Linked DNA regions of Mus musculus: region 1 is linked to region 2. Evidence: chromatin contacts called from public promoter capture Hi-C data. All regions are on one chromosome and are shown on one strand. The core of a region is the stretch at or near the end of the contact, and the rest is flanking DNA. Distances in the headings are between cores, read along the strand shown.

The links. Promoter capture Hi-C pulls out the DNA fragments that hold promoters and counts their contacts.
Region 1: a contact with region 2 is called in a promoter capture Hi-C map of the HPC-7 cell line, with 2.6 times the contacts expected there. The contact joins the enhancer-like site here to the promoter of Rad54b in region 2. A contact is called at or near these places in 6 of 39 promoter capture datasets (the HPC-7 cell line, cranial neural crest, hippocampal neurons and 2 more).

Annotation. Positions count from the first base shown.
Region 1 is chr4:11,898,785-11,901,484 of GRCm38.p6, reverse strand. No RefSeq gene overlaps it. Among named protein-coding and RNA genes, the nearest start is that of Pdp1, 66 kb to the left of the region's middle. Within about 2 kb of position 1,299, at least 96 of the 459 cell types and tissues checked have an H3K27ac peak or open chromatin away from gene starts, as enhancers often do. A contact at or near this core is called in the HPC-7 cell line and hippocampal neurons, where this site is marked.
Region 2 is chr4:11,557,598-11,560,297 of GRCm38.p6, reverse strand. It overlaps Rad54b (RAD54 homolog B (S. cerevisiae)), which reads right to left and starts at 1,378. Exons shown (of 15, transcript NM_001039556.3): 1 at 1,285-1,378. LOC115489931 (predicted GPI-anchored protein 58) reads left to right here and starts at 479. Exons shown (of 3, transcript XM_030253962.1): 1 at 479-494; 2 at 1,006-1,455. The coding sequence starts at 479. Gm35693 (a long non-coding RNA gene) reads left to right here and starts at 1,472. Exons shown (of 3, transcript XR_390401.4): 1 at 1,472-1,623; 2 at 2,267-2,384; 3 at 2,645-2,700.

The sequences.
Region 1 (2,700 bases), core at 50-2,549, 340 kb before region 2:
CTGTAATTGCCCTCCCTTCTCTTCTCTCCTAGTAACTACTTATCTCCCATCTTTCTCTAACTGGCTGCAGCTTTGAGAGATGAACATTAAAAACAAAACAAAACAAAACAACAATGCACAGCACCTGTGGCCCTCGGAGACTGATCCTTTCCCTTAGCACTGTGATTTAAAGCTCAGTCTGAGCCACGTGCATCTCAGCTTACCTGATTTCATCTCTAAGTAGTGTTGCTTGTATAACTAGAGGTTGTTTTGTCCTCCCATTGATGGACAGCTGTGATATGTCTGGGATTTGTGAGGTTGCACAGAGCCGCACAAACAGCGAGGCGACATTTCTGTATGGAAAAGGTGATCGTCATTGTGTCTTTTAATTTTCTAGACCCACAGCTGATTTATAGGATGGCTGTACCATTTTACACTGTCACCTGCATTATCCTAGAGATCTAGTGTCTCTGCATCCTTGTCAGCATTTAGCGTTGTCAGAGGATTTTATTTTGCATGTTAACCATTCTCTCAGGCATCTGATTGTTTCTCACATGGGTTTGAGCTGTATTTCTCTAAGAACCAGAGATACTGGTTCTCCTCAAGTGTTCCTTTGATATCTTTCTACTATTTCCTAACCAGGCTGTTTTCTTGCTGTTGGATTTAGGAAACTCTTTATATATTTTGGATACAAGTGGCCTGTGAGATATGTGGTATGCAGGTATTTTTTTCGGCTAGAGACTTTCAGCTTGTGCTTAGTTTTGATTTCTAAAAGTTCTACTACATTCCATTCCCAAACTCAGCCCTATCAATTCTTCAGAAACTCTCCCACTCTCCCCCTTAAGTCCCACTTAAAAGCCTTTCTTAAAAAATTAATTCACCTTTATTAATTATAGCATTTAAAGCTCTGAATATGCCCTCTGTGCCTGTTGTTGATTCTCCTTCCTTTGATGACTCCCTCCTGTGCTTTGTTATTTTCCAGTATCAATCTGCCTTTGTTGGAGTGTAATCTTAGAAACCCTGCAGAGCCTACCTGGGGAGGTGGCAATGGCATTCTGCAAGGGAAGTGTTGCATTTGCTCAGCTGGCAGCCGCAAACACCACATCTTGTGCTTTGACACCTACGGAAAATTTGCAGGATGCCACAGTCAAGAATTTATACACCAGAGGGTGTTGGGAATATCTTTAACGTGCCTCTGAAGATGAAGTTTTTTGTTCATTTGTTTTGAATTCTGCACTGCATCCTCTGCCTGAAACGTTGCGTTTCAGTTCTGATTTCCTGCCTCCAGGGCCTGACTTATCTGCTGTTTCCAGGCAGGCAGGGCTCTGCAGGCGGGGCTCTGCAGGCGGGGCTCTGCAGGCACGCCCCTTCCTGTGGCATCTCCAGCTCATTTCAGTCTCACTGGTTTTTATTTCTCCCGTTATTGTTACCGCCTGTGGGTTTTCTGAGCTCATCTCTTTGTCTAAAAAAAAAGTATGTCATTAAAAAGAATAACTGTATAAATACCTGTCTTAGTTTATCTAGCACTCCTCATATTTAGTACCAGAGGAGTTTTTAAATTATCTAGATGACTAGTTTGCCTAATAACTATTTGTAACAAAAGCTTACAAAACCACATACTAATTCCTATAGTTAGGCAGGGCCTGTTAATATGATGAATATGCAAGGCCTTGCTTGGCTAATATTATGACAGCTTGATGCAGGCTAAAATCATTTGAGAGAAAAGAACTTCAGTTGAGGAAATCCTTCCGTAAGTTTAGGCTATAGGCAAGCCTATAAGATAATTTCTTAGTGATGGATTTAAGTAGGGCCACCCTTGGCTGGTGGTCCCGGGTTCTGTAAGAAAGTAGGCTGAGCAAGCATGATGAACAAGCTAGTAAGCAGCAGCCCTCCATGGCCTCTGCATCAGTTCCTGCCTCCAGGATCCTGCCCTGTTTGAGTTCCTGTTCTGACTTCCTTTGATGATGGGCTACCACAAGGAAATATAAGCTAAATAAACCATCTTCTCCCCAGCTTTCTTTAAGTCATTGTGTTTAATCACAGCAATAGTTACCAGGATAATGGGGTATTGCTGGGACAGACCTGATCCTGTTTTTATTGAGAGGATTGTAGAAGGACTTCAGAAGTTTGGCCTAGAAAGTCATTGAGCGTTGATGGCTCAGTGGGCTATTCTATGGAAGCTTGAAGATAAGAATGTTTAGAGCAGTACAGATGATGGAGGTCTGGCTTGTGAACTTTCAGAGAGAAGTAAAATGCTTCATTTATTTTTGATCTTATAGAATCTCACAGTTGAAAGATTTTGAACTTTTAAAGAGATTTTTTTTTTGAATTTTTAAGAGACGTTACATTTTAAAAGAGATAATATTTTAAAGAGGCTGATTTTTTTTTCAGTGTTTAAATTGTTAAAGAATTTTAAGATTTGGGATTTTTATAGTGGGATGATAATATTAATGTGTGATCTTGGGAATGAACTGGAAAGAGTGATGTATTTGTGTGTGGAGCCAACCAAGAGTCAATTGTGTTGGTTAGTTTTATGTCACCTTGACACAGATAGAGTCTTCTGAGAGAAGGGAACCTCAGGTGAGGAAAGCTTCCATAGATGTGTCTTAAGGCAAGCCTGTAGGGCAGTTTCCATAGATATGGCTTAAGGCAAAGCCTGTAGGGCAGTTTCTTAATTAGTGACTGATGCCTGTGATGACTATTTTTGGTTGTCGACTTGAC
Region 2 (2,700 bases), core at 129-2,628:
AGCACTGACTACTCTTCCAGAGGTCCTGAGTTCAATTCCCAGCAACCACATGGTGGCTCACAACCATCTGTCATGGGATCTGATGCCCTCTTCTGGTGTGTCTGAAGACAGCTACAGTGTACATAAAATAAATCTTTTTTTTAAAAAGGTGAACTACAGAAATTAGTTTATTTCCCAAAACATATTAGCATCTTTACTAGTTTGTTTTGTTTTCTAGGACAAGGGCTCTCTATAGATCCTAGACTGGCTCTGAACTTGAGATCTTCCATCTCCGACCGGCTCTAGCTGGTTTGTAAACTAGTTTTGCTGAGACCTTTTTTACAGGCCCTAGATGTAAAGCCACTTGGCAGCTCTATTGAAATGCTGCGATTTCTGAGGCTTGTAACACGCTACGGCTGAGATTAGGTCTCCCAAGGAAAACGGCCAGCCCAGGCTGATATCTGGAGCACATCATGTTTGCCTTAATAACTGTGCACCAATGACCTTCCCAGCAGGTGATTCTGCAGTTAGCTTAAATCCGTGTCTCCTCTTGTGTCTTATTCACTCTTAATCACACTCAAGCATACGACTATGCAACGGTGAGATTAATTTAAGAATTCAGAACAAAGCTTGACACACAGTACTCAAATACTTTCTGTAATATTATTACTTATAATTACTGTTGCCTGTTTAATCCACAAAATCCTATGAAATCAGAAACAACAAAGGTCCCAGGAGAGGAAAGACAAGAGGGATTATAGAATCATAGCCAGAATCTCTGCCTTCCTCTGGACTACATGGGGAAGAGGGTGTGGCAACTTCTAGGATGCAAGAAAATAAATAAAACTCCAACAGCTAGCAACAGGCCTTGCTATTTCTGCTTTTTGGCTTCCAGCCACGTTGGGTAATAAGATTTCCATTTCATACTGTAAATTCCCCTTAGACTTTGGGACTCCAATCTACCTACCTACAAAATCCTCCATAATTAATGTAAATGGTGTGTTTTTGTTTGTTTGTTGAAACCAGGAGCGGAGAGAGGGCGAGAGAGAACTAGTGGGTGGGTAATTCGCCTAGGGGAGGTGCTAGATGGTTCCACAAGCTCTTGGCTGACACCTGATGTTCTCTGGCCCCAGGCGGCCTCGGGGGCCGTGGCCTCCGAGATCGCTCGGCCCGCAGGACCCGCCCCCCTGCCCCCTGCCCAGCCAGCGAGGGCGCTCCCGCCGCCTCGCCCAGCTCCCCGGGACCCGCGCCATCCTGCACCAGGCCCCGCACGCGCCTCCCCGGGCCTCCGCTGCAGAGACCTACCCCGCAGGCTGACCGAAATCGCGAGCGCCCCGCAGCAGGTACCAACGCCTGCCGCCGACCAGCTCGAGCTTCCCGCCTTCCTACAGCCAACCACGGGCCGGGCGCCGAGCATGCGCACCACGGCGTGCAGTGCTGGTCCCGCCCCCGACTCTGATTGGACAACCGTTGCAGGTACCTTTGCACTTCCTTTTACGTGGGTCTAGGTTTGGTTCCGGTTGACTGCTAGATCTAAAACGAACCGATTTGGTTTCAGTCTTCAGGTCCTAGCTGAGGCGATAAGCCTCACAACTTAAATCAATAAATTAGGATTCGGATCATAGAAGTGTGTGCACCACTGAGGTACACGAAATCCTGTTACTCAAGTGACACTGAGCTACAGTAGTTGCAGCCCCTGTTTTACAAGCCCTTTTAAGGTCTAGGAGTATAAAAACAGATGCGTGATTATTGGACTCTCGTGAAAAGGAGAAGAGCTCCTTTAAACTTAAAAAAAAAAAGACACTATCTTAAAGTATTGTAGACAAGGTCTTGATAGACAAAGTCTTGCTGATCCTTCTGCTCTAAGAATTCTGGAGATAGATCCTTTGAAAAGAGAGAGTGGTTAAAGGTCATTCACTAGATTTTATACACGTTTGACAATTAAAATGCATCCTGTTCTGGTGTCTCTGGACACTGCACACATGAAGTACACCAACTTAAGTGCCTGCAAAACACCCATAGACATAAAACTTAAGTAGACCCTTCCTCCGAAAACAAGGTTTTTTAGAAACCTTTGACCAGTCTAACTTCAGAAGCCACCAGTGTTGTATATGACCGTTGTAAGATATTTAGTGATTTTTTTCTCTTAAGATGCACACACTCACACACACTCACTCACACAATTAGCGATGCAGTTTCTATTAAAGCCTTGCTTAAATCTACATTAACATCTCTTAACTCAAATTTGGCTTCCCACTGACTTCTGAAATTATTTTCTTTGGCAAAGTTAAGAAGCACAGCCTCATCTGAGCAGAGGTCTCTGGTGAGACCCCTCCGGCCGCTGCAGGTGGAAAGCTGTTGTTTGCTGCTACTATGGTGCCTCTCTTTCCACGGGGTGAAGTCAGGTATGCTGGCACACACTTATAATCCCAACACTCAGGAGGTTAAGGCAGAAGGATCACCATAAGAGAGCAGCCTGGGCTACATAGCAAGACTGTCTCAAAAAGCAAACAGGCAGACACATAAATAAGTAAATAGTCTTGTTAAAATGACATAGACACAAAAATTCTACGCATTAATGGGCACCATGAGACGCTTTTACTTGTGTATGTATTGTAATCAAGGTAAACACACCTACCGCTTTAAATTCTTATTTTTTTTTTAGGGTGAAAACTTTGGAAACCCTTCCTTCTGGCTTTTTGAGATATACTGTACAACTCT